Regions from separate parts of the Zea mays genome. Here region 2 is linked to region 1. A link is a contact called in public Hi-C data. All regions are on one chromosome and are shown on one strand. Each heading gives the region's core, a stretch centred on a gene start, on an enhancer-like site or on the middle of the called end of the contact. The rest is flanking DNA. Distances are from core to core; before and after follow the strand shown. Region 1 holds the start of LOC100381591. Region 2 holds the start of LOC100194040 (ribosomal protein L10 homolog).

Region 1 (5,014 bases), core at 1,620-4,119:
TAAGGCCTAATACTGATTGATAGAGGAGATCAATCTGGCACTATTTCTATAAGCCACACATGATCTCCTCTTCCTATAAATACTGTAACCGACTGGCACTTTAATCATTCAATACACAATAGCCTACACAGCATATCTCTCTCACAGGTAGCATAATCTCTTCAGGGAAAAACAAATTGGTTTATGTAACAGCATGTATTACAAGGATAGCTAAACCAAGGAATCACAGCAACATATCAAAACATGGAAGCATTATGTATAGAAAGTAAACCTGAGGAACAGTGTGTGTTCTAGAAGACTAGAACTCTAATTTCACATGTTCTTTAACAAAAGGACCACTCAAATACAATCCATATTAGACATGTTGCAAGCATGCACATTCAATATACACATCAAATTCTACACTAGAAAAAAATAGGCACCCTAACTACGTATTGGTTAATGTCTTAATGATAATCCCTAACTCAATTCTGGTTAAATATAAAAAATGCATTATGCATGTTTCTGGCATAACACAGTTTCCTAATACATCGAGGCACTCTTGGAACTTCCGAGAAAATCACCCAGAAACTAAAAACATCCCAGGAGAACAATATAAAGTACTCAAACCAAGAAAATCAGGCATTTCATTAAGAGGTGCATTTCATCTATATCTGGTATCTGCACATGCAGGATTAGAATCTGAACTTAGCCCAGAACAGATAACTTGCATCTATCTGATTCTTAGAATTTCACGCCAATAATACAATACATATCTTAATGTTGGCAATGAGGATACAAATGTTACTTTCAAGCACAGAGGCTGCAGGCAAATCACACAGCCGAGTAAACTTATATGACTGAGCTAGTTGCAAGAATATGGGCATAACTATCACATTTTCACTAAGTTCACTGGAAAACGAGTAACGAGATGGAAGTCTGGAATTTTTTTATAACACCAATGGTCTGGTATAACAAGGAAGCATTAGAAACTTGAAACATGCAATTGCATGGAAGCAGTGGATAAATATTTGATATACGACTAATTAACCAGTGAGGCAGTGATGACTGATGAAAGTAGAAATCTAACTGCATATGAAGTATGAACAGATCATGCATGTATAGTGTATGGTTCAGAGAGACATACACACTAATATTGCTGTTTGCTGATGCCTGCTGAGAGGGAGGCCCAGTCGGACGGGAAACTGAAACCTTCAAAATTTTCCCATATTGGCCAAAGTACTCCCTACACTCAAGTACCTAAACAAGTAATAATAGTAGAGCTGGTATGAGAAGTAAAATTTAAACATATCACACAACTTGATCAAATTTGGATGTGAACTCACGCTCTCATTGCATAAATGTGCAGGTAGCCCAATTATATACACCAGATTTCTCTGGATAACCCTGACACTAGCCAGATGCTTCTTAGATTCTACAGTTGATGTTGCTGCTGCTGAAGGTGCTGCCTTTGGCTTAACCTTTTGGGTCCTGTGCTTCTTCTCTGCATTTTTCTCTGCCACTGTCCTGCTTCCATCATCAGTGTAAAGTTAAGTTTGAGATACCTAGTGGCAAGGTCAACTTCAACAGATGGGACCAGTTAACTGAGACAGAAATAAAGGCTGAGAAGACCTACCTATTCTTATATGATATGTAAAAGGGTAATCAATTGCAAATGTTGTAGTATGCTGAAGTAAAACACAAATTGATTGGCAAAAGAGAAGCATTGTGATGGACCTGTCACAAGTGGCAGCCATCTTGACGATCCTGTCCTTGTCATAGCATGTGCGGCATGCAGGGCAGCGGCCCACTGTTTCCTCCTTCTCAGCCATGTCTATGATGTGGTGCCAGCACCAAACACAAATCTGCAGAGTTATGGCAGTTATTGTTAGATGATGGCACAAAGTGCATGCAAGGCAGGCTGCAATATGATTGATAGGATAGGAAGAAGATCAGTAGACATACATCATAACCGCATTTGCATGGCTTGAGCTGCTGGTCAGTGATGTCCATCTCCTCGGCACAGAGCGGGCAGGTGCGGTCACCATCGTCGCTCATGGTCGTCCTGGTGGATTGCAAGTCAGCCAGCGTGAGGAGAAACAACCACCAAGTCCCAAGTATTATGCACGCAGAACAATAAGAAGACGACCTAGACTCGAACAGGTAAGGCATCAATCAACAAATCCTTGAGGTACAGTGTCAGGAACTTGAGATGCCAAATATTCGAGCACACAGCACAGGAAGGATAGACTGTTCGAACCTTGTCCGATTCTAACAAATCAGCCATCCAACTTTAAATCTATCGGCAGAAAAAAACATATGACAGTCCTAAATACCACCGGTTGTTCTCTGCTACGGGGATACGCGCACGGGTCTGATATTATTAATAACAGCAATAATTACAGAAAAAAGAGGGAGAGGGCAGTGCAGCGAAATTCCCATGAGATTGTAGTGAATCGAGCCGAAAAGGGGAAGGTGGAGTAGCGGGAAGGAGAGAAACTCACATTGGAGGGCGGTCCGGGGGTCTCCGATTTCGCGATTCGCAGGAGCGGCAGGGAGAGGAAGGAGTGGGCGGTTGAGACGACGACGGCGGCGGCGGGATAAAGCAGGAGGGCAAGCGGAATCAAGGTCCGATGGCTTGACCCCGACCTGTTCGGCTGTTCCTTGTGGTTGGGGCGCTGGAAAGGGAGGGGGACGATGCGTTGTGCCTGTGCCTGTGCCTGTCGGGTGTAGAAGAGGGAGAGGAGGAAGAAGGGAGAGACGGGTGCGCCTGCGACCTGCGTGGTGGGAATTTGGGATTTTCTGTGCTCTTCCTTGTGGTGTGCCGCACCAAACTCATCCATACTTTTCTTTTGCGCTGATTAAGACTGATTCAAACATATCTCTATCTTATCTACCTCATCTCAATCTGAATCTCAACATAATATCCCTTCGTCCTAAAATATAGTTCTTTCTAGCTCTTTTTCTTCCACCTTAAATGTATACATAGATGCAAACTAGATTCATAAGTTAATTAATAAATATATGTTTAGTCTAAAACAAATTATATTTTAGAACCGATAGAGTATTAAAAAGGAAAAGGTTCCTTCCAACTCAGATTTTTTCTATTTCATAAACTCTTTCTTTATCTTGCCTTCTTACTTTCTAAAAATCTATAATCGCCTTCTCTATACCTTATACTCTCTCTGTCCCAAATTTAAAATTCGTTTTAGATAATTAATAAGTTTATACAATATTTGATATATGTGTTTTATATATGTCTAGATTTATTATCGTCTATTTATATAGACATAAAAATTAAGAGCTAAAACAAATACTATTTTAGGATGCGGAGAGTATATAACTTAGATTCATAATCATGCATGACATGTTTTACATCGTTATTATTTTAAAACAACAATCTTTTTTTTTTGTGCTACATCCAAGAGGTCTTAACTTTTTCTAGTGTCAATGGACCATAAAAATGCACATGTAAAATTGCATTGGTTCTAGGTTAGAAAGAAGAAAAGTGGTGGGGTATGTATTGGGGAGGAATAGAGGTTGGATTTAGCCTATGGCTAGGTAGAGGCATCAATTTAGCAAGGCTCTCTCCTTGTATTTTGATGTTAGGAAAGAAGGTGCATAGGGTTATTGTTTGTGATGATAGTAGTGGTTGTGGACACATCCATAGGCAGTGGCAGATTGACGCATGATGGGTCAATGGGTGGAGCCTATAACATGGGATGGTGAAAAAGGCATGGTAAGAGAAATATTTTCGCTTCAGATTAAAAAGCAGTTGTTTGGACTGCTACAGTTATAATCTATAGAGACAACGTTGTAGAAACAGTAGAAAACCCATATGGATTAAAGCCAGTCCTACTTGATCATGGGAGGAGTGGGAGGATGTATACTTGCATAGATTAGGGGCTTTCTTGATTTTGAGGGGTTAAGTAGAGGCCTTACTTGATCATCTATTTTTCTAGTCAAAAAATAAGGTGGGTTTAAGGCAGTTTTAGTAAAGTTTCAGGAGCATTAAATAAGCTACTAAACAAATATACACACATGATGAAGCGAGTGATGATTAAATAATGTTCTACGGGAATAAAATGAGCTTTATGACGATGAAACTAGTCCACGCAGTTCCAACATGAGAGCTTTGAAAATTGCAACATGAAACTAACACTAAAGTTGTTTTGTTCGTTACAAGACAAACACGCATAACCAGTTTACCACTTCTCTAAGATAGCAGCAATCCAAGCATCGTATCACTGCAAATGATTGGCATACAAATTACATGATACAGGGTCAAGTCAAGCAACCAGCTCCAAAGCCTTGTTGTTACTCGGCGCCATCCCCTGAATGCCTGCAAATTGAAGGCACACACCATACACGCATTCCATCACATGGTGTTTCCCGGCCAAAATAAAAGGCAATCACATTGGACACGTACACATTATTATGAGGGAGGGGCGATTAATCAAACGATGGCCCCACCTACCTCCAAGATGTTGGCAGATTCCGAGATTTGCGGTCTAGCTGAACACTTTCTAGAGCAGTCGATGCCCGTAGCACCTCTTCAGATATATCATCGGTGGTATCGTATCTCCAGTTGTACTCATCTTTCCTTGTGTTGGAAGCTGAAGATCCCCCTCTGCGATCTGAAAGTACGCACGTAGCAATTGTTTCAGAATTTGGAACAACACAGCTACATATCATAAACTGAAACAATCAACGGTGCACAAACCTGATGCCTGCTGCGACGAAGAGATTGGCCTGGCAATTTCAAAGTAATATGTCACACTCGCATCTAAATATATGATGGCCAAAAACAAATACATGCACATAACTACAATGGCACAACAGTATGGCATCATATGCTTACCTCCCCATAGGAGGCAGGTTCCCAGCTGACGATAATGGTGCCCTCCTCATGCTCCGATGTTCAACATTTAGTGATGGATCAGATTCTGAACTCATCATCCTCCTGCCGCCCATCCTTGTTTGAGACAAATTCTGACCAAAACAACACAATTAGATGACCAAAGCATGCTGAAGA
Region 2 (5,102 bases), core at 1,648-4,147, 370 kb before region 1:
CCGACATTACTCATTTCTAAAAAAGGCAATCATTTTTGTGAAAAGTTTAAGGTATAAGCATGACATTTTAATTTTAAGATATGGCTTTTAAAGTGGGACCCACACATGGATATAGCTATACTGTTACACACAAATTAGCAGATAATCATTCTTACTCATTTCTAAAAGATAATTAATTTTGTAAAAATTTTAAAGTCAAAACATGGTAGCGAATTCACTCAGTGAACACGATTCTTCCATATGTATTACATGGGTGTATGTAATGAGTTTAACCCATTATCTATAGGCGGGTTAGAGTAAATTATTTAGTTGAATTATTGGATTGGGTTAAAGAAGATAACTCATTTGCAATGGATTTGGCTAGGTTTCAACCCATTAGCAGAAAATGCCTAAAAAAAACATTAGCAGGAAACGGCCAATGATCTCAGGCGCAAACACAAGACAAGACACTGCCAAGTGGGACCATTACATATTAAAAAATGTATATAAAAAAGGGGTGTTGCGAGAATCGAACTCGCGACCTCTCGCACCCGAAGCGAGAATCATACCACTAGACCAAACACCCTTTTTGGGTGTTAGTGTTGATATAATATTATAATTACTTTCAATGAAAAAATGGCTTACTTAGATAACCAACATCCAGACCATTCCCATTGAATGACAACCCACCAGCACTTCTTCAGTACGCTGTCTAAACATAATATGAGATAAACATCCTGCCATTCATTCATGATGGCATATGGCATCAAATATGCAACGCAACCCTTCCTCAAAACTCAATCCATGTTTTCTTGAGAGAGTAATATCAACTGTTTGCCTAAACACTGATTTGTCGCTTTTAGATAGGTATTAGCTAGGCTGAATAATGCCTAAACGGCATATTAGCATATAAGAAAACAATCACTCTGTTAGTTTAGGTTATATGATCTTTCACTAAGCCAATTAGTCCATTTATTTATAGATTAGCATCAACAAAACGAGAGTATATATAAGTACAAGAAGACAAAATAACTTATAATCCAGAACGGAGAAATGCCCAGTTTGCAAGCAACTCACTTTTTAAGAAACCATTTTTTATCTTTTAGCTAAGAGGTCAACTTCTTGGTTTTAGGTTTTAAGAAACTAATAATCTAATTTCTATAAACTGAGTCATTAACTGATATATTTGGAACCGCCTCAATTTTCCTCTAGCCCAGGCATCAGTAGTTCGACAACAACTCAACCATCTGAGGAGGCATGGGACTTGCGCCGCCGTCCGAAGTCCCACCACAGAGGGGGTTGCGGCAGCAGGGTCCGTGTTCGGTCAATCGGCGTGGCCTAAGTGTCTCGCGATCGAGACGAATAACGACCTCCCAATGGCCCAACCAGATCTGTAATAGTACTAGCATGAGTATTTGGTACTCTAGAGTTTATTATTAGACTGTCCACAACAGTTCACTCATATGTTGTTTTGCATTGTAGGCTGCACTGTTCGTCGATTATAGTTTGAATATAGGGATGATGATATGTAAGCTGCTGGAGATAGCCTTAAAATATATATCCAATATTGTTGAAAACATAATTAATAAAAACACAATTAACAGTTTTATGTCCAATTTTGATCTTTTTGTTAATTGACACATTAACCTTTGTCAAGCGACTCTATGTGTGCATGCAAAGAGAAGAGTTTTAATATTTTCCCAATAGAATGGTACTGTATTTTTCTAGGAACTCTAATTAAGGACATGAACTTATTGATTGGTCTCCGTATGTCTTTATCTTTGCATTCTACAACCTCTGCAGGAAACTGGTGCACATAAACATAACTCTAGGAATTAGTGCATTTCCTCTTTCTTCAGGTAAAGTAAAAATTAGGCCACCAACAAAGACAAAGTTCTTCGTCTTATGCCCCTAGTCCATCTACCTTGCTGCAAATAGTTCCTTTCCTTGGTCGCTTCGTTTTCAGAATCAGATGATGTATTTGCTCCATTCCTTGCTGCGCTTATCATCATCGCCAGGCATGGTGAAAGAGGCGTGCTGAACTCGATGATCACCAGGCGCATGGAGACCGCAGGTATATTTTTTAGTGATCAAATATTTGTTTGTCGCTGTCGCTGGTATGCTTCTTCTGAACACATTGCAGAGTAGGCTGTGGTTTTGCTATCTTTATGCATATGCTTGGGCTGCGCTTGCAGCTGTGGTGCCCATGAGGATCGTTGTGGAGAACCAAAGAAAAAAAAACAAAAAAAAAAAACAAAAAACATTCTAAAATTTGGCCCATGCAGGTCTCGAACCTGCGACCTTCGCGTTATTAGCACGATGCTCTAACCAACTGAGCTAATAGGCCATATATGTTAACTTATACTTAAGGTATGTTTAGAATCATATAGATTCTATGAAACCACATTATAAAAACTAAGTGGTTCTTAACATACCAATTTATACATTAATCTATAAAAACTGGGATTCCTGTTTTCTAAAAAACCAAGAAGCTATCTTGTCCTATCTAAAAACAGTTTTCCCATTCTTATCATTATTGATTTCACAAAATTTACATCTATTATCACCACTTTTAAAATAGAGTAAATATAGACTAGCCATCGTGTATCAAATAACTAAAAACTAATTTCTTAAAAACCAGGTTCCAAACACCCTTATACAGTTTTTTAATAAACCGGTTTATAGAAAATTTGAGATAGAAACAGTTTTTTTTTTAAAAAAAACTAGGTTTCTTCCTAACATGACTTTAGATAGTATTAGTTCATTTATTATATCCTGGATGAACAAGTGGGCTCTGCAAGTTAATGGGCCTGCTAGTCCAACAGACATTAGCCTCTCCATCGTATCCTTCCGCGATAAAAACTATACACCTAAACATAGCGCCGGCAGTGGCACCGAGCACGAGACGAACAGACCTCTAAAACCTAGCAGAGGCCCGCGCCGCCGCCGCCAACCGCGACGAGGAAGGAAGCAGGAACGCGATGCCGAAGTCGAAGCGCAACCGCCCAGGTGATCATCAATCGTTTCAAGCTCCTCCTCTCCCTTCTGCACCTTCGTAGAGCTCTCTCGCTTATTTCCTGTTTGTAGTATCGAAGCGTTTTCCTGTACAAATTTGTGCCTTCTAAAATTTGTTTGCTAGTCTGGAAGTAAAAAACAAATCTCTCTCAAGCAACAACACTTCTTAGCTTGCACAGTGGCCTCGCTGCTGTAAATTATGCTAATGCGCGCCGAACGCAGTGACCTTATCGAAGACCAAGAAGAAGCCAGGTTTAGAGCGCAAGGGCAAAGTAGTCGCCGAGATAAAAGATGCTGTCGACAAATACAGCAGCGCCTATGTTTTTACCTACGATAACATGAGGAATCAGAAGCTCAAGGACCTCAGGGAGCAGCTCAAGTCTTCGAGCAGGTACGGCGCCCACATTGCATGCTGTTGATTCTGTCTCCGAACGCTGCAGTGGAGTGGACCGGATCTAATTCCGCTTCTGCTTTGGTCATCCATCTTACCCTTCCATGCAATATGTTCTGTTCCAGGATTTTTCTCGCTGGAAAGAAGGTTATGCAGATAGCGCTGGGGCGTTCGCCTGCTGATGAAGCTAAAACAGGCCTCCACAAACTTTCCAAGGTGAGACCTGTTCCTTTTCAGAATTTAGTAGGCACTGCATTCCCCATTAATATGACGTTTTGATGAAAGTAACTTCGCCGTGTTTAGTTCCTTCAAGGCAACTCTGGTCTGTTATTCACCAATCTTCCAAGGGATGATGTTGAGAGGTAGTATCCGGATGTCATCACCATTACTTACATTTCTTGTTGTAGCTTTATATGAAGATTTTGATATGCTCGTATATATCATACTGGCAGGATGTTTCGAGAATTCGAGGAGCATGATTTTGCAAGGACAGGAAGTACTGCTATCGATACGGTATTCTAGTTTTGCTTTTCATGTATATCCCTGGTCTGGTTTCTTCAAATAGACTGGCTAGGAAAACCATGTTCTGCTGACCAATGTCAAGTTTAGGCTCTTGGTGTTAATGTATTACCAGTATATACTGATACTATCACGCACACAGTGGTAACAGTACTTTGACAATGGCACTTATTTGTAGTAGCTCTGTAGTGCCATTTTCGGTTTCTTGTATAATGAGTTTCACCAAATTTACAACATTTTACAAACAACATCTACAATTCCTCAGGTTGAGCTTAAGGAAGGCCCTCTGGAACAGTTCACACATGAGATGGAGCCATTTCTACGCAAGCAAGGACTTCCAGTTCGCTTGAACAAAGGTTTGCAGTCTCGTCTGCATTACATATGTGCTTAGAATCTGCCAAGTTGTCGTTAAAAAGTCTACCATTGTTGTTGCAGGTGTTGTAGAGTTGGTTGCAGACCATGTAGTTTGTGAGGAAGGAAAGCCCCTTTCGCCAGAAGCAGCGCAGACTCTGGTACAGTATTACTGTGTGATGGCTGTTATATGTTTGATTTTGAAGATATGCCATAATTCATTATGTAACTTATGATTAATCTAAAGTTAGGCTCTATTGTGCTCAGTTTACGTGAAAATCGACACCTACTCATTTTATCCTTTTCTATTCCATTGTATTGAGTATCCTTCGATCTCTCTCTTGCAGCGGCTGCTTGGGATACAAATGGCGACATTCCGTCTATACCTTGTGTGTCGCTGGTCGGGCGATGACTTTGAAGTTTACAAAGAAGGCTTGATGCACCTAGGAGCTGATGAATCCTCTTAAGCTTTTGTTTCCTGTATACACAAAGGGCTCACTTGCTGTCTTTGCTGGGACAGCTTTTGGTAACTGTGCGTGTGGCCATGTACCAGGGAGTATTGGAAGTTAGAAAGATACAATCTGCAGGAAAAAAATGCTAGTGTATTTCTTCATTCTGCCCCATATTTACTCAACTGTTGAAAGGTGTAAGCTGATTTGAATATCGTATCAGCATTAGTTAAGAGGTTGATTGATATCATATTCTTGTAATGATAGAATATTCTATTGGAAACCATAACCCTAACTAGAGTTTTGGGGTTCCCTATTAATAGGGAGAAAACAAATATAGGTTGGGCCAAGCCCATTATAGGTGTAGCACACACATCTAACACCCCTTAGCCGCAACT

What was found. Hi-C and Micro-C count contacts between places; a contact is called where the count stands out from the background.
Region 2: a Hi-C map of tassel shows a contact between it and region 1, with 2.1 times the contacts expected there. The contact joins the promoter of LOC100194040 here to the promoter of LOC100381591 in region 1. A contact is called at or near these places in 2 of 25 Hi-C or Micro-C datasets (ear and tassel).

The regions. Positions count from the first base shown.
Region 1 is chr3:234,963,157-234,968,170 of Zm-B73-REFERENCE-NAM-5.0, reverse strand. It overlaps LOC100381591, which reads right to left and starts at 2,869. Exons shown (of 14, transcript XM_008674846.4): 1 at 2,484-2,869; 2 at 1,945-2,044; 3 at 1,717-1,844; 4 at 1,326-1,506; 5 at 1,127-1,239. The coding sequence starts at 2,485. LOC100274116 reads right to left here. Exons shown (of 8, transcript NM_001360535.1): 5 at 4,841-4,971; 6 at 4,703-4,731; 7 at 4,457-4,616; 8 at 4,075-4,321. The coding sequence ends at 4,297.
Region 2 is chr3:235,328,289-235,333,390 of Zm-B73-REFERENCE-NAM-5.0, reverse strand. It overlaps LOC100194040 (ribosomal protein L10 homolog), which reads left to right and starts at 2,897. Exons shown (of 8, transcript NM_001359379.1): 1 at 2,897-2,988; 2 at 3,217-3,385; 3 at 3,511-3,601; 4 at 3,689-3,747; 5 at 3,838-3,898; 6 at 4,170-4,260; 7 at 4,340-4,416; 8 at 4,603-5,022. The coding sequence starts at 2,961. The coding sequence ends at 4,722. It overlaps TRNAI-AAU (transfer RNA isoleucine (anticodon AAU)), which reads right to left and starts at 2,326; the gene lies at 2,253-2,326. TRNAP-CGG (transfer RNA proline (anticodon CGG)) reads right to left here and starts at 565; the gene lies at 494-565.